Linked DNA regions of Mus musculus: all the other regions are linked to region 1. A link is a contact called in public HiChIP or PLAC-seq and Micro-C data. All regions are on one chromosome and are shown on one strand. Each heading gives the region's core, a stretch centred on a gene start, on an enhancer-like site or on the middle of the called end of the contact. The rest is flanking DNA. Distances are from core to core; before and after follow the strand shown.

Region 1 (3,823 bases), core at 333-2,832:
CATCCCAACACTGGATGCGTGCCCAGGGACAGTCTTTCTTTCTGTTTTGGTACAAGTCCACGACCCAAAAGAGCTCACAGCAAGCACCACTGTGCTCCTTTCGTTTGCCTGAGATGGAAGACCGGAAGATGGGGGCACCGTGGAGAGGAGGAGAAAAGTGGATATTAGAATCTTCAACTTGATGTGCAGTCTAGATTTTTTATTCGAGGTCTGGAAACCCACCTTCCTTCCTTCCTTCCTTCCTTCCTTCCTTCCTTCCTTCCTTCCTTCCTTCCTCTCTCTCTCTCTCTCTCTCTCTCTCTCTCTCTCTCTCTCTCTCTCTTTCGATAGTGGAATCCAAATGGAGTGTGCTACAAACACTAGAAAAAAGTCACATCAGATACCTTTGATCCATTTGTGTATCTTTCACACACCTTAGTATTTTGCTCTGAAAGTGCACTGCAGTTGATTGATCATAGGAAAAAACATCTTATGGAGGCTGTTTTTATGGAAAAGATCTTGGGATTTAGGGAAATACAGGGCTGTTCACCTGTCTCTCCTCTATTCGACACCCATTCACCTTTCTGTAAATAGTCACCTTATTGATTAAGTTTTGGTCACATTTAAACTTCTTGACAACGGAGACGAAAGCCCCCTATTATATTTACACGGAGCCTAGAGACCGGCCCAAGGTTAAGCAGGTGTAGTGAGTATCCCCAGAGCCCGGTGCCAAACTATGTCTTTAGTTGTCAGCACCTTTTACTCTAGGCCACAGAAACTTTTCTTGACTGTTCAGTGGATCTAAAAAGGGTATCCCCACGAATCTAATTAGGTTTCATCAAAATATGGCTAATTTTGCTGAATTTGCCAGACTGTTTTTTGTTGTGTTTCTGATTTCGCTGAGGAAAAAAAAAAAGATAGTTTTTTTTCTTTGCTTCCGAGTGCAGCAGCAAACAAGGGCCGACACCATCTCAGCCCTCTATCTGGACCAGGTTTATGACTAAAGATTGCTGTTCAAGGTGCTGGGGATTCCTGTGAGCCCAGAAGCAGCAGTTTACCAGAGCTGGGAGGTAACAGGTGGAAACAGTGGTCTTATTTCACAGCACCCAGAGCAGCACTGTGCTCTCTTAGTGGCCAGTGCTGAGAGCTCCTATCTTCCATCGCTCCCTCTCTATGACCTGGGAGCCCAATAGGCTTTCACCGTGCAGAGTTCAGGGTGCCGATGCGTCTGCAGATCCCACATCTCGGTTCACATTGAGCTGGCCCTTCCCAGGCGCATTGGCTTGCTTGTGGGTTCCCACGCTGACCTACAAACACACGGAGCACACGCGGTGTGGGACCTCTCCGCTCCCCCTCCGGGAACCATCACTGTCCTGGAGTGACCCAACGCTCTGCGCGCAACAGTTGGGATCCGCTGTGCGCGGGCTCCCGGGCCGTGAGCGCCATGCGACCTCTGGGCCAGGCTTGCCATTGGCAGCGGCACCGCGGCCTGAGCGCTCCCCCTAGGCGCGTGGCGCTGGGCCCTTCCTCAGATGGAGCCACGCACCGGCCGCCCCCCAGTGCGCCGGTGCCTCCCCGGGCGCCGAGTGCGCAGGCGCCGGCCGTGAGGACCGACCGTGCGCCGGGCTCGAACGGGGTCGGAGCGCGCGGCGGCGGTGGTGGCGCTGGCGGTGGCGGTGGTGGAGGCGATAAGCGGTAGCGGCAGCGGGGGACAGACAGACTGCGGATCGACGCACGGACCCAAGGATTCTCGAGCTTGGGAGCTGGCGGCAGTGCTGTGCGCACCGCCTGGCCTGAGGGGTGGCCACCTTGCCATGTCGCTCTGCACCCACTGAACTAGGAAAGCCCAAGGATGTCTGCTCTGAGGAAGGTGCGAGACGCGCGGGGCCGCGGGGACCGGGATGCGGGGACCTGGGCGCTAAGTGGCGAGTGCCGTCGGGGCAGGGAGGGGGCGGTGCTGCGAGCCGGACCGGCGAGGGCCCTGCCTGAGTGGCTGCGTTGGGGATAAGAGGCTCCCGGGGACCCGATCCGGGAGCGTGAGAATAACCCCAGGGACGGCTGGTGCTCCGGGGTCCGCCGCTGGGGTCCTTCCGGGCTGCAGCGCCCCGCGGCAGGATTGCTGGCACACGGGCTCCCTGGGTGCAGGAGCGAGGCGGAGGTGTGAAATTCCCCGCTCCGCGAGGCCGGGTAAGGGGGTGCAGCCCGGGGCCCCGGCCAGAGAGGGACTCTGGTGGGGCAGTGGGGTGCGACCTGGGTTTCCCCTCCCCCAAGCCCGGGTGGACACCCGGACCTAGACTGGGAATGAATGAAAGGTGCTTGGAGCTGGTGGTACGGGCACTGGGGTCGCGGAGGCGGGGAGGGGCCACTTGTGCCCTTTGCAACAGCCTTCGCGCCCGGCAGGGCCTGGGCCTCGGGCTTGGGAGGGGGTGGCCGCTGCTGGGCTCTCCAAGTGCGAGCCGGGAGCACGGGGGCTTTTTTAGGGGTGGTTGCTAAGCGAAGCGCTACCCAGCGCAGGGTTTTGTAACTAAGCCTCCCCCGGCAGCTGCTGTTGCTGTTCTCGGGCTCTTTCCCTAACGATCGCAGAAGAAATAATGAGGATGTAATTATTACAGCCCTGCGCGGCGAAGGGCTGGGGGGCGGCAGGCACCGGCTCCTCTGCTTGACGCTGGCCAGGTGGGGCCGGGCGGGGCAGGGGATTTCTCTCCCATCCTCCTGGAGCGGCTGGGTGGCGGGAGATGCTCGCTGGGACCCGAGGCAGGGGCCGGGGCTGTATACCGAGTTAGAAGAGATGGGGAAGGGCAGCAGGCAGTGCCTAGGCGGGCGTAGAGTGTCGCAGGTGAAAGGGAACCGGGAGCGCCGCGGCTGCTTAGCCGTTTCTCACCCGAAACTCAAAACACTTCGGGAATGTGGTGCCAGCCGCCCGCATGTCGCTTCCTTCTTTTCAAATGGATGTGGATTCCGGCCCGGGTCGAAATCCAAATGCGTGACTGACTGATCAGCCTTAGCCGGCTTGTATCGATGAAGAGTATAAAGTAACGGGCAGCGAATTCGCCCTCGCTCTTGATGAACTCTGCCAGTCCGAGCTGTGGGCGTTTCAGGGCTGGAGATTAAAGCGTACCAGTTTTTCCTGGCGTCTAATACTTGGAGGCGGGAGGGAGCTGTCTGGACTCGGAGCCTTGGGATTGCTGTTAGTGGCCAGGTGGGTACATCAGCCTACAACCTTGAGATCTGACCGTTACCTTGGATCCCAGTCACCTGTGTTTTGCAGAAGGCTTTTATTGTACAGTCCACAAACTAATTGCATTTGTATTGAGAAAACAACCCGGAGTCACAGAATAGCCCAAAGTAACCCAGGACCGCTTCAGAGTTGTGTACAAATCTGAAGCTGACTTACTTAATCCAACCTCCCCAATAGTATATAGACTTTAAGTGCACTATAGCGTGATTTTCATCTTCATATTCCCTGTGGAAGGTGCTACATAGCCAAGGCCAAGAAAAATTTGGTGATATGATGAAAAATAATAAAATTTGGCAGGTCAGGTTGTTACTCTGGTGTTTTAAAAATGCCGTTTAATGCCATTAATCAGGATTCTCCAGTAGCCAAATTGTCTTGTGCAGGCAGTAGGGTGACTCACACAGATTTGGCTTCCATGGTAATTGTAGATTGTGCATACGACTTCCTTTTAGATGGTGTGACTTTTTTCATTACTTAGAAGGGAACAAATTAGAATATTTTCCGCCCCACATCTGGCTGCCTGGCTGGCAGGCCTCAGGGAGCCCGCTGCTCGAGCACATCTGGATTGGGAGAAACATAAATCCAATGGAAGATGGGCAGTAATCCGCA
Region 2 (3,823 bases), core at 523-3,022, 820 kb after region 1:
ACTGTTCTTAGTATCCCATGGGTCAAAGAAGACCTAAAACAGAAAGTCTCAGATTCCTGCCTGTGGACTTACAGACGTGGTAATGTGTGATACTATAATAGATTGGTCAGGACTTGAGCCGGTCCAACTCCTTTCTGACTAGCTTCATCCCGAGGCTTCCTAATGTAATCCTTCTCTCGTCTACAGCCTTGGGGGGAGAGAGGATGCTGTGTGCTCTCTACTCCAGCGGAGAACACTGTAGTACAGACCTATTTCCTCTCACAACGCTCCTTAGAAAATGTCCTTCACGACTCTAGTCTGGGAGTTCTTTGGGTACTTTACCCAAAGGTCTTCCACAGAGACAACAGGAATGTCTTGTCATTTCAGACAGGTCTGAGAGTTCAACACAGTCCACTCCTGTAACTTTAGTGAATGCTACTTCCAAACAGCTATGAGGTGTCACCGTACCTAGGCTATAATCTGACCTACCTAGTCATAGTCTGTTTGAGAAATGTCTAGCTACAGAGCATACCAGCTCTATAGACACTTACTGTGGAACAAACCTCTCTCTGAACTCATTCTGTAACTGAGTGGACTTAGAGACTTAAGAACCCCGGGGTTTCCGCAACTTCTATGAACCATGTTGGTGGGAGATGTGACAGTCCAGTATGGGAACATGTTTGCTATGTGCCCTAGCCGTGTACCAGTTAGCACTTTGATGGGTGTTGCTTTCCTTTAATAATTTAATGATTTGCTTCCCTCTACATGCACAAAACAAAGGTTCGTGCTAAGCACATTCAACTGCCCAGAAGGGCTCTTCCAGAATATCCCAGCACTTTTCTATGCAGACACCTGCAGGCCTTTAATATCACCAAGGCCCACATTCTTGGTCTTCACAGCGCCTCCCTTTCCAGGCTCAGCCATGAGCAGAAAGGCTAGCTAAGCTCTCTCCAGCATCGCTTCCTGCATTTAGAGAGCTATGGAAAGCTGGAACTCCGGTTCAGCAAACAAGAGCCTCCCGGTGACAGGCAAGCTGTAATAGCGCCTGGAAAGGTATTGAGCTGAGGTCACGGTTGGTCGGCATTTCTATTTCCTGTACTTGGCGGGACGAGGAGCCCCTGACCCTGACCAGCCAGGACCGCCTAGGCTGGCAGGGTGGCTCTAGGTCGGATGGGTTGTTCTCCTGGCATCCCCTACTTTGTAGGTCTGTAAGGAACAGTGGATGCTGGGTGTGGTATCCGTTCTGTGCCCCACTGCCCGTGGGACCCAAGATGGGAGAGGTGGTCAGGGGGAGAAGGGCCAGAGATGGAGTGAAGTGTTGTTCAGTGCCCCCTTCCCACAGGAGCCCTGACCAGGATCTGCAGAGAGCAAGCAGACTCTGGGGTCACGATGGGTGGAGTGTCTGTCTTGTGTTCCCTGCCAGCGACAGCGCAGCTCCCAGTGTCTAACAGAGGGCGGATGATCGGGAGACACAATCTGGCCCCGCGCCATTTCCCAGTGACCAGGAGTCTGAGGGGAGAAGCGTCCACTCTGGGGCACTACAAGCTGGTGTCCTTTCTGTGCCCCCTCTGTCCCCGGGGGCGCAAGGTAGGCAGCATCCCTCCTACTCACGGCGCGGGGCGTTAGGCTGGGGGCGGGGCGGGGAGGGGAGGGGGGCTGATGGCCACGTGGCCTCGCAGGAATGCGCTGGCGCGAGGGTCGGGCGCGGCCGAGGAACGGGCAGGAACGCTGGCCAATGAGCACGAAGCACGGCCGGTTCCGGCCAATCATGGTGAGGTGGGAGGGGCTTCCCTGGCGGGCGGGGTGGGAGCGCATCGCGGGCGGGGCGCGCGGGGCGCGCGGGGGGCGCGGGACAACTGGCGGACGCAGACGGCGGATGGCGCCCGGTCCCTCGGTGAGTGAGCACGGCGACCCCAAGTCCCGTCCCAGGCCGCTTGCACGGGTTGCTTCTTTGCTTTAAAAGTTGCACTTCTACCCAGGTCCCCGAAGTAGCTAAACCCCACCCTGGGTTTGCGGGACTGCGCACAGTGACAGACGGCAGCGAGTAACCACCCCCCAACACCAGTTCAGCGCTGTCTCTGGCACAGGACGGCAAGGAGCTCCCAACTTCAGTTTCAGTTGCCCCCAAATCTGGCCGGTGTTTCCTTCTCTAGGCCCAGCAACCCCTACCCGACCCCCCGCTTTAGTGAGTGTCTATGGACATGGGGGAAGCAAGAAGCACCCACAAATTTGCAGGTGGCCCCTAGGCACAGACAGAAGCAGCCCCTCAACCTATGCCCTAGGTGTTCTCAGGCATAGATTCAGCGGCATGCAGCCTTCCCTTTCAATGGTTATCCCCAGACACAAGGCAGCAAAAAGTCCCCCAACTTCGATGGGTGTCCCTAGACACAGAGCATTGAGCAGCCGCCCAACTTGAGTGAATCTTCGGCCAAGACAGGAGACAGTCCCCAGCATCACTGTGTCCCATAGCCTGAGGGTAAGGCTCAAGGGTATGTGCAGTAGGGACCTGCAGCCTCTGACCTGGAGATGTGGGGTGAAAGGGTGAAAGGTCGCTGAAATTGCATGAGAGAAGTCATCTTGGGATGTTTGAATTAAGATCCTTAGGATCCCCTTTAGGGTGAAGTTGTTGCTGGGGTAAGGTTTTTTTGCTACCCACCATTGCTCAATAATTAGGGTAGATCCTGATCTGGTGTGCAGTAAATAAAAGCAGGTGGTTGGGCACCCTGGACACTGTGGGACACCATGTTTTGATTTCCCAGAGGGCAATAGACATGCTTGGTGTGAACTCTAACGTAGGATGCATCTCAGTTACAGCCTTTGCTGGAGGAAGAGGTTCTTCTGGACTCAAATGGCAGCAATCTTTCCTTCTTTTCTTTGGCTGGACCACACAGTAAGCTGTGTAGCTGTGTTTAGAATCTGGGCAAGGGACAGCATTTCATTGTCAGGTGACTCTTTCTTGATTCTAGGTCCTCCCTCGCACATACTCAGCAGGTGCTCCTTACTACTGCCGAGCATCTTGCCAGGCAAATGCTCTGTTGCTGAGCTACGCCCACAGCCTTGGTTACTATTAAAAAATCTATTTTGGCACTCGAAGGTCTGAGTTAGAAGGATCTTGAGTCTGGCCAGCCTGGGCTCCAATAATGAGATTTTTTCATATAAACAAGAAGGCAGGACTGGGGTGTGGCATGCAGCAGGCTGGGTTTGATCCCCAGTAAATGCTGAATTAATACATAGGTAAAGGTGTTGTGGCTTGAATGAGGATGCCGCCCCCCTCCACAGGCTCCGATGCCTGAATTCTCGGTTCCTAGTTGGAGTGCTGTTTGGGTAGGTTTAGGAGGTACGGCCCTGAAGGAGGATGTATGATCTTTGACGTTTCAGAGTTGTGCAGTATTCAGATTATGTCCTCTTCGATTCATGCATGTCTGCTGGTGGCTCCAGGTGTATGTTCTCAGTGTTCTACTGTAGCCACTGTGCCCGGTGCCATGCTCCGCCCATCCCTGTATGCTCCGCCCATCCCAGCATGCTCCGCCCACCCCGCAGTAATGCACTTTTATCCCTCAGCAACCAGATGCCCAAATAAACTGCCTTGGTCATGGTGCTTTATCACGGCAATAGAAACATAACTAATAATAAATATTACAAAAATTATATATATATATGTACACATATATGCACATATATGTGTACATATATATAATACCGACTTTTATCTCGTCCTTCAGGACCTGAAACTCCCTTCGTTAAAAACTGGTCTGTACGATGACGCTAACGAACCAAATTGCGCAGCTCTTCCTTCTGATTCCTCTTCAAATACCTATTTTACCAAGAATAACTTTTATTAGAA
Region 3 (3,823 bases), core at 365-2,864, 700 kb after region 1:
ATGAAGCCACTTTAAAAGTGTGTCCCTGGGTGGTGGTGGCACACGCCTTTAATCCCAGCACTTGGGAGGCAGAGGCAGGCAAATTTCTGAGTTCAAGGCCAGCCTGGTCTACAAAGTGAGTTCCAGGACAGCCAGGGCTATACAGAGAAACCCTGTCTTGAAAAAAAAAAAAAAGTGTGTCCCGTTCTGAACAATGCTGAGCTCGAAGGCTACTAGATAGACCAGCCCATAGCTGCAGGTCTCATCTGTGGGTAGGTAGCATCTCTTGGAGAACTAGCCAGGGCATTACTGTGCCAAATATGTAGAGCTGCACAGATGTATATTGACTTCTCTCAACACTCATATGTTGCAGGATCAGTAAAACATAAGTGACTAGAAAATTTACATGCAGTGACACCCCATGATTTACACTATCTGTGGTCCTTCTCTAGTCAAGTATTTAAACTCCGCTATGCTTCATGGTTGTCTCAGATCTCAAGGTGTGCTGTTCTCTTTAGAGGCTCTTTTTGCAAGGACTATGACTTGACCCTCTCAGGTCATAATGTTCAAGGAACAGCATATGGCCATTTCCTCTAAGTGAGCTGGGTCCAGTTCTGAACCTCAGAGCCTCCTGAAGAGTCAGCATACACATGACCACATCATCACCAGGAGCCCAGGAGGCCTCAAGGTCAAAGGAGACTTCCTGTTCTAGTCCACTGGTCCACAGCAGCCTCCCTAGGATCTCCGTGCCCTCCTTCCGCATTGGACCCTCTGAGTCTACTGGTTCTGCATGGGCTGTATCCTGACAGGGACAGGCGTTCTGCTGCAGAGCTATTCTATCCTGCTTCACCACCCACAGGACAACGATGCCTTTCCCTCTGCATCTTCTCCTTCTGTGCCTCCTCCCTGTGCCTCTCCTCCCTCTATGCCTCCCTCTGCACTCCCCAGCCCCCGTTGTTCCTCTCTCTGTACTCCTCTCCCTATTGCTCTTCCCTCTGCCCTTCTCCCCTTTCTGTGATTGTGCATCCCCACTGAAGGCCAGGTGATCTTCATCGGGAAAGACATTCTCCTAGAATTATCTTTCCCAGAAAAAGATCACACAGAAGAGGAGCCCCTGGGCCCACTTGACATGGGAAGGGTTGGAGGAAAATATGTACAGTTCCACCGAGACTTACAAAAGCATAAAGTTCAAAGGCAGGGCTTTTCCCAGAACAGCAGAACCCACTTGAACCCTTAGTTCCTAGTTGACTTTGACTCAGACGTCATAGTAGCCTCCTAGCTACAAAACCATTGCATGGGACCCTTCAAAAATATCATATTTATGCTCTGGAAAGGTGCTAATTATTTAGGAGCCTAAACTTAACTGAACTGCTTTTTAAAAAAAGATGTTTGTTTAAACGTTAAATGTATACTTCAAAAATATTTTTAAGCTAGATGTGGTGACACAGGCCTGTAATCTCATCTCATGGGAGACCAAAGAAAGAAGACAATTGATTCCATTGAGACTATGTCTCAATTTAAAAACTTAATGTAACAGAACCCCACAATAACTCCCTCTTGCATTTGACAGCCATCATTAGTGCTCAGACCTGACACTGTGAGTGTCCGCTGTTATTGACGGCAGCTGGGGTATTGAGCTAAGATAGATTCTCTCAAGCCAACTTAATGTTTCCAAGATTGATGCCAGAGCTGAATGAGACTGATTACTCCGAAATTAGTCTTTCAATCTCTTTGGGACGCCAGATGCATAGAATTCTGAGCACTGCACAATGACGTGGTGAATAGTTTGAGGGAGTCAGAATGTAAGATTTGTGCCATTCTCGATACTTCCAGAAGACAAGGAACACAGCAGGAAAGCCAAGCGGGGAACCGTTGTGTAGAAAAGAGTGCCTGGGCACACAGAAGCAGCCCTGGTTAATGTGAGCATCCCTGGTTAACATGATCTATCCTGCCCTGACCTAGTTGTGCCAGAGGAGCATGCTGTGTCTTTTCAACACAAGTACCTTTTGGGGGGAAAGCCTCAGGGAATCATCACTAAGAATATTCCATCCATCCAGTTTCTTTTTGGAGGGGGGTGGTTTTGGTTTTGGTTATAGTTTTTTAAGACAGGGTTTCTCTGTATAGCCCTGGCTGTCCTGGAACTCACTTTGTAGACCAGGCTGGCCTCAAACTCAGAAATCCGCCTGCCTGTTTCTATATTCTATCTATCTGTTTATGGACTTACTTCTGGTTTCAAGTAAAAGCAATAAAGAAAAATAAACCGATCAATCATATTAATGTTGTCATAGCCAATAAAGAACAGCTAAGGCACCTCACTGGTCCTGCATGATGCAGGCACCCACAAGGGCATATCATTGTAGGAGGAAAGCCCCAACCATAAAAATGAGCAAGCCTGCTCCTCTGGTTCTCTAAATTGCCCGTGTGTGCTTCCCTTGCTTTCTCGGGCCAAGGCTGACATTTCCCTTTCTGTTGTGTTGATTTATAGCAGGTCATTACCTCACAGACATTCTAATCAATCATCCAGTTGATTGAATCAAATTTACAAATATTTACTTAGTACCTAATGTCTATAAGATATTGTAAGGATGTTCTGCAGAATGAAAGGAAACCAAATGAGATTTGAGGCCGATTTGGAAGCTGCAAACATGTACAAATATATTAATAATCATTACCTTCAGAAACATCTATATGAGTGCTTGCTAGCTGACATTTAATCCTTTCCTCTAATTAATGTCAATTGTTGCAAATCGTTCTAGGATTCGTAGTGTGGTCACAGATCTTTTTGCTTATTCATATTTGGAGGATGAGCGGAGATCTTGGATTTTTTAAATTTTTTTTAATTAGGTATTTTCTTCATTTACATTTCAAATGCTATCCGAAAAGTCCCCCAGACCCGCCCCCCTAGATCCCCTACCCAAGCACTCCCTCTTCTTGGTCCTGGCATTCCCCCATACTGAGGCATATAAAGTTTGCAAGACCAAGGGGCCTCTCTTCCCAATGATGGCCGACTAGGCCATCTTCTGATACATATGCAGCTAGAGACACGAGCTCTGGGGGTACTGGTTAGTTCATATTCCACCTATAGGGTTGCAGACCCCTTTAGCTCCTTGAGTACTTTCTCTAGCTCCTCCATTGGGGGCCCTGTGATCCATCCAATACCTGACTGTGAGCATCCACTTCTGTGTTTGCCAGGCACCAGCATAGCCTCACAAGAGATAGCTCTATCAGGATCTTTTCAGCAAAATCTTGCTGGTGTATGCAAAGTGTCAGAGTTTGGAAGCTGATTATGGGATGGATCCCCGGATATGGCAGTCTCTAGATGATCCATCCTTTCTTCTCAGCTCCAAACTTTGTCTCTGTAACTCCTTTCATGGGTGTTTTGTACCCAATTCTAAGAAGGGGCAAAGTGTCCACACTTTGGTCTTCCTTCTTCTTGAGTTTCCTGTGTTTTGCAAATAGTATCTTGTATCTTGGGTATTCTAAGTTTCTGGGCTAATATCCACTTACCAGTGAGTACATATCATGTGAGTTCTTTTGTGATTTGGTTACCTCACTCAGGATGATGCCCTCCAGGTCCATCCATTTGCCTAGGAATTTCATAAATTCATTCTTTTCAATAGCTGAGTAGTACTCCATTGTGTAGATGTACCACATTTTCTGTATCCATTCCTCTGTTGAGGAACATCTGGGTTCTTTCCAGTGTCTGGCTATTATAAATAAGGCTGCTATAAACATAGTGAAGCATGTGTCCTTCTTACCAGTTGGAACATCTTCTGGATATATGCCCAGGAGAGTTATTGCGGCATCCACTGGTAGTACTATGTCCAATTTTCTGAGGAACCAC
Region 4 (3,823 bases), core at 971-3,470, 600 kb before region 1:
GCCTGTCTGCCCTGGCAGGCAGGCTGCAGAGGGGCGGGACTCCACCGCTGGGTGGTGGCCTTGCTGCTCTCTCTCAACTCTTGTCACCACAAGCCCTGTCCACACTGAATGGCAGGAAGCTTCATGGGAGGGTGGAGTTGTAACACACAGAACCAGTCACCTAAGCCCACAGCCCAGGTGACCAAGGACTGGGACTTACCCTAGAATGCCGATGGCAGAACTCATTGGGTCGAGAGCAATCATCAAAACAGAGAAGCAGCAGCAAGGGTAGAAAAAGATCAGCCATCTGCCCCATCCTGCTGTAGATGCCTGGGGCAGCACCATGGTGAGGGGAGGGTGGGAGGTGGGGTGGGGGAGGGGGGAGCAGGGGTGGGGCACAGCTTGTCACCTGATCTTGGCTTCCACACTGGGTAACAGTGCCAAAGCAGCTATGGTGACACTCAACAGCTGTAGCACCGCTATCAGGAAAGCAGCTTTGACAGGGATTGTCCAGTCAGCCGATTAGACACAAGTCAAAGCAAAGGCCCCAATGGCTCACACAGCGCCATCCTAACATCATGTGATCCTTACTTCACCCCAGAAGAATTCTTTGAAGGGAAAATGCCAGCGGAACCCAACATTGTGAAACCATACCGATTTGGCAGGTGTTGGGGGGGGGAGTGGGGGGGGGGCTCTGCATCACTACGGAGACCCGTGGGCCAGTCCAGATCTCAATCAACCTCACGCATGCCCTACGCTGGGGTGTGTTCCCCTCATGAATCCACTCAGCCCCCACGCGCACCTTCTGGGGAGAGTCCTGTGCATACATAGGCTGCTGGCTGCAGTTGGCTGTACGCCTGCTCCATTCCCCAAGGACATTATTAATAGAAGTTTGTCCTGGGCCAGCACAGCCCTTGCAGAGGCAGGTGCCGGCCCTCTTCCTCACGTTGCTCCCCACCCGCCCGTATGCATGTTCTTAGCACAATTCCAGCCATCGTATTTTTGGACCTGCTGCAGCAAGCAATTCCAGCTTTGAGATCTTTCAATTCCTCTTTCAGGAAAACCCTGGGTCCCTCCGGAGGAAGACCAAAGAGGAGCCCCACCCCTCACCTCCAATCCAATAAAGGGACTGGCAGTCTTAGGAAGCCTTTGAGTTTCAAATCACTGCGGATTTTTCCCACGGGTACTTTCTTTTCGAGGGTAGGGGAAGATTTAGTTTCAGAGTCTACTGAAGGGATCTCAGTGGAGCCCACTCAAGGATACGCTTTCTACTCCTGAAGAGGAGAGGACTTGTGGGTCAACTGAGAAACTTGGGCTCAAGAATGGAGAAGTGCAAGGGGGTGCGAAGAAGGCTCAGTGTCTAAGAGTTCTGGGGTGCACGTGGTGGTGCGGTCCACACAAGGATCCTTACATCTCCAGAAAGGATGTTTGGGATTCGACAGTCCCCGGGTCTCCTGGACCCTCACAGGGTGGGAGTCGGAACTTGCGGCCCCCAAAAGTATGGGTTCTGGGACGCCCAGGACCCACCCCGCGACCCCTGGCGCACGCTCACCGTCTCGGGGTCGTTCTCGAACACCTCTCTGGCCTCCTCTTTGCTGCACACCTCCTCCACGCACTCCCGTTCCAGGTGGCCCTGCTTGGCCTCCTCGAAGACTTGGTAGGCGCGGCGCTGCCTGGGCCGCAGAAACTGCGCCGCCTCACGCGCCCGCAACAGCACAGCTGCAGAAAGAAGGGTGTACGGTCAACCTACACCCACTCGGGGCTGGAATGTAGGGGGTCTGGGATGCTGGGGATCGTAATGCCTGTGTGTCTGGGATGCTCCGGGTCCGTGATGCCTAGAGCTCAGAGGTCCGGGGACAGGATGCCAGGGTGTCTGGGGTACCCGGCACCAGGATGCTGCGCCGGGGTACAGGCCTGGAGCCCCACACCACGGGGTAGTGGGTTTGGGGGACCCCTGCGGTACTCACTGTGAGAAGACTCGGAAGCCAGCAGGAGCAGCAGAAGCGCAGTGCCCAGGGCGGCGGCGGGCCCGGGCGGTGGCGGCATGGCGAGGCCGGTGCCGGGGAGCCTAGCAGCCGGGAGCGTGCGGTCAGAGCACCCGGGAGGCTGAAGCGAGGCGCGGACGCCGCGAGACACGGGCTCCGGTCATCCTGGCTAAGCGACGGTGAAGGTCACATCCCTGCGGCGGCAGCGCCGCACCCGGCGCTCGCTGCGGTTCTGGGCCGTGAAGGAGGCAGCGGGTGAGGGCGGGGCTTAGGGCGGGTGGGGGTGGGGCCTAGTGTGAGTAGGGCGGGGCCTTTGGGGGCGGGGCCGAGCTGGGTGAGGCAAGGCAGGCTGACTGGTTCGACTCCAGTATCCTCAAAATTTCACTGCTAGAATGCGGTAAAATGAAAGGAGAATTGTATCTGGGCATCTGCCCAGGTACAATTTGACCGTTTTCTATCCTCCTCTGCAGACATCGTTTTCGGAATCTTCATTCTTGGGCACATTTTCTAAAGAGATGCAACATCCACTAAGGAAACAATAACTGTGGCCACACCCAGTGGCGTGGAGGTCCACGGTGCAAGATGTTATTCCCTCTGAAATCTGATTTCCACACCACAGGCTGAAAGCAGCATTGTGTATTTTCCAGTACCAAAGCTTTCTGGCTCTTGTCTCAGGGCACTTTGCAAGGTCATAGATGCACACACACACACACACACACACACACACACACACACCTTGCAGACCAATCACAGAATGCAGATATGCAGCAGCCTGCCAAAACCCAATAGGGTAGATGTTCCTGAGACATCCTTACCTCAGCATTTTGATAGAAAAGGATAAGGAGTCACCCTCCCCCTCTTTTCTGGGTGAATGCAACCCAGATTCTTGGGAGCACACAAGGTCAATACTGGTGGAATTCTTCTTTAAGGTCATCCGTTTGAAGGTGGGGCTAACAAATATCTTAATTTCAGAGAAATGACTGCCATGGGAATCATCTTGAAAGGGAATTAAAAATTGGATAAGCTGTGCCTGCTTCCAGACCAGAATCACGGCACTCCCAGGAAACCAAGCCAAGAACTTCAGAAGCCAGAGAGCACCCCGAATTTCCTAAGGCTGCCCCAGGCCTACAGACACCATGTGCTTGGAATGAATATTTGCCGTATTAATTTTCTGCTCTTTCTTAAGAAGGAACACTGTTTTCAAAAGTGGTGTTGGTTATTCACGAACACTCATTCCAAGCCAAGTAGAGGTCCGCCATTTCTGAAGGTTCTGAGGAACGGGCATGGGTGGAGGTCAGGTGGTTTGCATGTCTGCAGTTGCTGCTGCCTGTACACCTGTGGAAGGTTGGAGGAAAGATGATTTGATTTTTCTAGTTACTTGAATCCCTTCCTCCCCCCTCCCCCCATGAGAGACAGCTTCTCTGGCTTCTATGGTGTGGTCGTGACTCAGACAACCAGGACCCAGCACCACCTCAGCTCGATGGAGTTATCCAGATCTTTTGGCTTCCTTTAGCCTTGACCTCAGTCTCCCCTACATTCCCAGTGCATTCTTTCTGCTGGGCATCCCAGTAAAGATGCCTCACATTATACAGACCGTTGGTTTAATGAAGAGAGAGCATCCTCCTGGATTTGGCTTAGAAAACAGAGCAAAGAGGAAGCAAATGTGGAGGGAAGTGGAAGGCTGGATGGAGGGCACTCAACCGAGTCATCAACACAAACAAACAACAAACAAAACAAATGAAACAAACAAACAAACAAACAAACAATTCCCTTTCCAAGGCAGCCATGGGAAACCTGTAAGAAACGACCCGGGTAAATATTTCACATTTGAAGTGCCCTGCAATGGAAATGGTGAGGCT
Region 5 (3,823 bases), core at 444-2,943, 550 kb before region 1:
GCATCGTCTCATAACTCGTTTAAAATTTAAAAAGACACTGAATAAACTCATCAAATTGGCACTGTAGAAGTAAACACATGTATTAAAATCATACCAACTCAATGGGCCCGTAGTAGACACCTTAAGTCAGCAACGCATCAGTGGGAGGGTCACCTGCTTGTCACCTGCGCATTCTGTAAAAGAACTGAGAGGACTTGAGTGCCTAACAGTCTCAGGAGCTGAATTCATCTCTGCCTGCTCACCACAGCTGGTATGGAATACTCAACTCACCTTGTTTCCTCATTGTCTGGAGCCAGTTCTATACTTTGTATCCATGGCTTCCGGTTCCACACCTGGTCAGGCAGCTAAACTCTGCTCCAGAAGTTTGCTTCAACCCCAGTGCCCTCAACAGACCTCCACCCGGTGTGTCACAATCTAATCCTGCAGAGACTCTGCAGCTGCCTAAGACAAACCTCCTCACCCGCCGGTTCAACAAATCTCTATCTTCAGAAATATTTACGATGCATAACAGTAGCAAAATTATAGTTATTTAGTAGCAACGAAAATAAGCTTATGGTTAAGAGTCACCACAACATGTGGAACTGTATTAAAGGGTCACAGCGTTAGGAAATTTGAGACCTCTCAGTGAGGATTCTTTTAGCTGCTTGAGCTCTTAACACTTGGTAGCCTGTGACCTACACTTCTACATGATAGCGATATGTTCAGTGAGTGATATGTAATGTGTAATTTGAAGGTATTTGTAAGTAAGATTGGAATAAGGTCTGGAAAGATGGCTCAGCCATTAGAAACGCATAGAGAGGATCCTTGCAGAGGAGTTGAGTTCTGTCGCCAACACCCATGTCAGTGGCTTTCTTTAGATCCCCTGTCCTATATCCATGATGTTAATTTTAATAAACTTCTTGCCCAAAAGAACATTCCATGTCAGGGTGTCCCAATCTCAAAACTGAGATCTTTCACTGTGTTCCTGGGGTAGCACACTCATGGCAAACAGAGAGTTCAGGGGACCCCCTTCCTGGAGGACAGTGCCACCTAGAGTCTATAGCTGCTGGGCTCCCTGCTCTCCATCTGCCAGCCGGAGGTTGTGGGACCAAGGAAGGACCTAGTATCCCTTGACCCCCATGCATGCATGGAGTGACGTCCTTGTCGGTTCACCCTGCTCACTGTGGCCATCCTGTCAGTGGATGTTTGGCCTAAAACACTAATCATGTTCTTGGCTGCAGACATTCAAGGTGTTTCCCAGTCAGAGTGTCTGAGCTGCAGACTGGGGTGGGGGGGGGGGGTGGGGGAGACGGAACAGCATTTCACAAAGCCAGCTGTGAGACACATCCCTCCATATCTGGAAAGAAAAATTACCTTCTCCTGGTTACTTGGGAAACTACAAGCCATACTAAGCAGATGCTGAGCCAGGCTAACGTAAGGACCTGCAGAGTCGTGACCCTCAAGCCCTGGCGGGTACCCTGCAGGGTGGTGAGTTCTGCGGCTCGGGCTTCCTCTAACTCCTGTCCATTCTAGGTCTAACTAGCATTTCAGGTCCCCTTTTTGTTCCTGGAATCTGTGACTGTTCCCACCTCAGGCAGGAAACTTGGCAGCAAACTCGGGAGGATCAGCCAGCCAGTCCTCAGAGGACCCGAGTGGGAGGCGAGGCAGGCAGGCTTGTGGAGAGAGCAGCTCTGGGAGAGCTGCATGCAGGCATGTCTCAGCATGCCTGGGCCTGCCCCACAACCTGGTTCTGCAGAGCCGCTGACTGGGGACTTTCCCTGAGGCGGCTCTCAATCCGGAGGCTCCCCTCTTTCCCAGGGACAGACAGACACGGGACTTGGGGAACTTTGTTGCCAAGTTGCCTGGATGCCGGGGGTGGGGTAGGAGACGAAGGTGGAAGACTGAGCTCACAGTCAGACTGACCAGATATGGAACTGTGTTGTGAAGTGGCTCAACCTTGAGAGCTTGGTGTTTCCCCAGGGACTTATGCCCTCTCATCCACCCTCAGACAGCCTGGGGCTATGCCGAGGCTGAACTCTTTAGCCTCAGGCTAGTTGAGGCCACAGATAGGAACCCGAAGGATGGCACTGTTAGCCCTAGAAAATGAGCTGGTAGAGTAGACAGGGACTCCCTGGGAACAGATGCGTTGGGTTGGGAGGGGCACTAGTTTCATGGGCGAGGTTTCTTTGGAAGCAAGGGTTCTTGAATGTGGGATGGAGGCCCTTGGAGAAGGAAGTCTTCCCCATCATGGGCGCTGAGAGAAGAGCTAGATCTTTCCCCAGGACTGGATGGGTTATGAGAGGGGCCCAAGTTGTCTTGAAAGATCATCAACTCAGGAGAAGGGGTGGGGAGAGCCTGTCGGTACCCCGTGAGGATGTATCTCCACCCCAGTGCTGCTCAATCTCTGGGCTCTGCCTCAGCTTCCTGTCCTCTCCCTGTGCCTCAGTTTCTCCATCTGTAAAGCAGGGGTCACCCTTGAAGATGCCTTAAGCTTTGTTAGACCCAAACAAGATGGCTGAAACTGGGGGCTCCTTCACTGAGACAGCTTGTCTTAACCTTATAGAACATTTGCTCGCCCCTGGGGAGGCTCCTGATGCCACAGGTCACTTTTGTCAGCTGCGGTCACAGGGTGCTGAGCTCTGAAAATGTCCCCCAAAGCTAAGCTCACACAGGGAAGATGCTGAGAAAGTTGTTGGAATTCAGATAAGACCCACCTACTGGAGCCTCAGTGCACCCCTAACTCCCTAGCAAACTCCCCAGGTGTCCCTACCCAGGAGAATGATGGGTGCCATTCTTATTTCCCATGAAGCTTACAGGTTGCCAGACTCCAGGACATCAAATGGACCATACTAGGCTACACCTTTTCATGTCCCTAAAGTTGCATGCTCTTTCCGGCTATGCAAGACTCCTCGCCACTTCAGCCTCACAGTAGGGAGTAACACAGTCTGACTGCCTGGGAACTTCCCATTCCTCTACACCTGTAAGAGGGGACCGCCCAGACTCCGCCTCATGGGCTAGAGTGCTTATTAGAGCCCATCTGTCTATCAAAGCAGCCACCCATGATACTATGTCTGTAGATGCACCAGTTAACTCTTCTAAGCAACTTCCTGCCACAAAGGACGAGCTGCCCAGTGGCCCTAGGACTTTCTCAGCCTTTCAAACGTGAGCCTGAATTCCATCAGGACCATCCTGGAACCTGGACCCAGCTTGGGTTCTCTGCAGGCACATATCCTGAACTCCCGTCAGTTATGAACCCAATAGGACGTTGCTCTGGGTGGGGGAGGCAGCAGACCCTCTCACCCCATCCTAAGCCTTCTTGTGACCATGGCAACCCCAGAAGCCCATGAAGGTCAAGCTTCAGCCACCCCACCCTCCATTCAGTGGACTCACTATGGCTACCATGTCCTTGATGAGTCCAGGTACTTAGGCCTCAGATGTTTGAGGAATTGTTTTGCTTTGATTGGTGTTATGTGGGGTCACATGGAAAGGTGATTGAGGGGTCACATGGGAAGGTGACTGGGGAGTTCACCTACCCAAGCATCCTGAGAGAACTAGGCTTCCAGTAGAGGTACTAAGGAGGACTGTGGCCCAGGACCTGAGGTCTAAGGATGTGGGTGCAGGGAGGACCAGTTCTGAGGTGACTTTGTCCCCTCTCCTCTCCAGCTGTGGCCTGGAAGTTGTCTACATACGACATTGTAACTCCAGCGATGTGTTCATATTGTGTTGTTTCCTTTAGTGAACAATTAGCTGGCTCTTAAGTTCTGTGATAGCCAGGAAGCGGGAGTGCCTGCTGGTCCTGAAGAGTTGGTTCCTAGGGCTGAAAGCAGAGTTGTTTGGAGAATCT

What was found. A called contact is a pair of places that touch in the nucleus more often than the background predicts. HiChIP or PLAC-seq counts read pairs in DNA pulled down with a chosen protein or histone mark.
Region 2: a contact with region 1 is called in an H3K27ac HiChIP or PLAC-seq map of SST interneurons, with 5 times the contacts expected there. The contact joins the promoter of Arhgef10 here to the promoter of Dlgap2 in region 1. A contact is called at or near these places in 17 of 39 promoter capture datasets (the 3T3-L1 cell line, 3T3-L1-derived adipocytes, cranial neural crest and 9 more), 1 of 15 datasets of contacts at CTCF or cohesin (large pre-B cells), 9 of 484 Hi-C or Micro-C datasets (the G1E-ER4 cell line, bone marrow-derived macrophages, cortical neurons and 3 more), 11 of 115 datasets of contacts at active chromatin or transcription factors (SST interneurons, bone marrow-derived macrophages, embryonic forebrain and 7 more) and 1 of 9 other capture datasets (embryonic stem cells).
Region 3: an H3K4me3 HiChIP or PLAC-seq map of embryonic basal ganglia shows a contact between it and region 1, with 5 times the contacts expected there. The contact joins the enhancer-like site here to the promoter of Dlgap2 in region 1. A contact is called at or near these places in 6 of 39 promoter capture datasets (cranial neural crest, embryonic stem cells, hippocampal neurons and 2 more), 1 of 484 Hi-C or Micro-C datasets (cerebral cortex) and 7 of 115 datasets of contacts at active chromatin or transcription factors (astrocytes, embryonic basal ganglia, embryonic forebrain and 4 more).
Region 4: a Micro-C map of embryonic stem cells shows a contact between it and region 1, with 2.3 times the contacts expected there. The contact joins the promoter of Gas6 here to the promoter of Dlgap2 in region 1. A contact is called at or near these places in 12 of 39 promoter capture datasets (the HPC-7 cell line, cranial neural crest, embryonic stem cells and 6 more), 1 of 484 Hi-C or Micro-C datasets (embryonic stem cells), 4 of 115 datasets of contacts at active chromatin or transcription factors (all in embryonic stem cells) and 2 of 9 other capture datasets (adipose tissue and embryonic stem cells).
Region 5: a contact with region 1 is called in an H3K27ac HiChIP or PLAC-seq map of embryonic stem cells, with 2.9 times the contacts expected there. The contact joins the enhancer-like site here to the promoter of Dlgap2 in region 1. A contact is called at or near these places in 10 of 39 promoter capture datasets (the 3T3-L1 cell line, the HPC-7 cell line, cranial neural crest and 6 more), 1 of 484 Hi-C or Micro-C datasets (the HPC-7 cell line) and 3 of 115 datasets of contacts at active chromatin or transcription factors (all in embryonic stem cells).

Annotation. Positions count from the first base shown.
Region 1 is chr8:14,094,293-14,098,115 of GRCm38.p6, forward strand. Dlgap2 (DLG associated protein 2) reads left to right here and starts at 1,583. Exons shown (of 16, transcript NM_172910.3): 1 at 1,583-1,849.
Region 2 is chr8:14,909,891-14,913,713 of GRCm38.p6, forward strand. Arhgef10 (Rho guanine nucleotide exchange factor (GEF) 10) reads left to right here and starts at 1,773. Exons shown (of 29, transcript NM_172751.3): 1 at 1,773-1,873.
Region 3 is chr8:14,798,012-14,801,834 of GRCm38.p6, forward strand. All of the region lies in intron 9 of Dlgap2 (DLG associated protein 2), which reads left to right. Among named protein-coding and RNA genes, the nearest start is that of C030037F17Rik, 34 kb to the left of the region's middle. Within about 2 kb of position 1,615, at least 10 of the 459 cell types and tissues checked have an H3K27ac peak or open chromatin away from gene starts, as enhancers often do. A contact at or near this core is called in cerebral cortex and embryonic basal ganglia, where this site is marked.
Region 4 is chr8:13,492,315-13,496,137 of GRCm38.p6, forward strand. Gas6 (growth arrest specific 6) reads right to left here and starts at 2,221. Exons shown (of 15, transcript NM_019521.2): 1 at 1,947-2,221; 2 at 1,532-1,698. The coding sequence starts at 2,025. It also overlaps a transcript of Tmem255b not described here.
Region 5 is chr8:13,547,323-13,551,145 of GRCm38.p6, forward strand. It overlaps 1700029H14Rik (RIKEN cDNA 1700029H14 gene), which reads right to left. Exons shown (of 9, transcript NM_025601.3): 9 at 3,400-3,796. Among named protein-coding and RNA genes, the nearest start is that of 1700029H14Rik, 13 kb to the right of the region's middle. Within about 2 kb of position 1,694, at least 105 of the 459 cell types and tissues checked have an H3K27ac peak or open chromatin away from gene starts, as enhancers often do. A contact at or near this core is called in embryonic stem cells, hippocampal neurons and stem cell-derived epiblast-like cells, where this site is marked.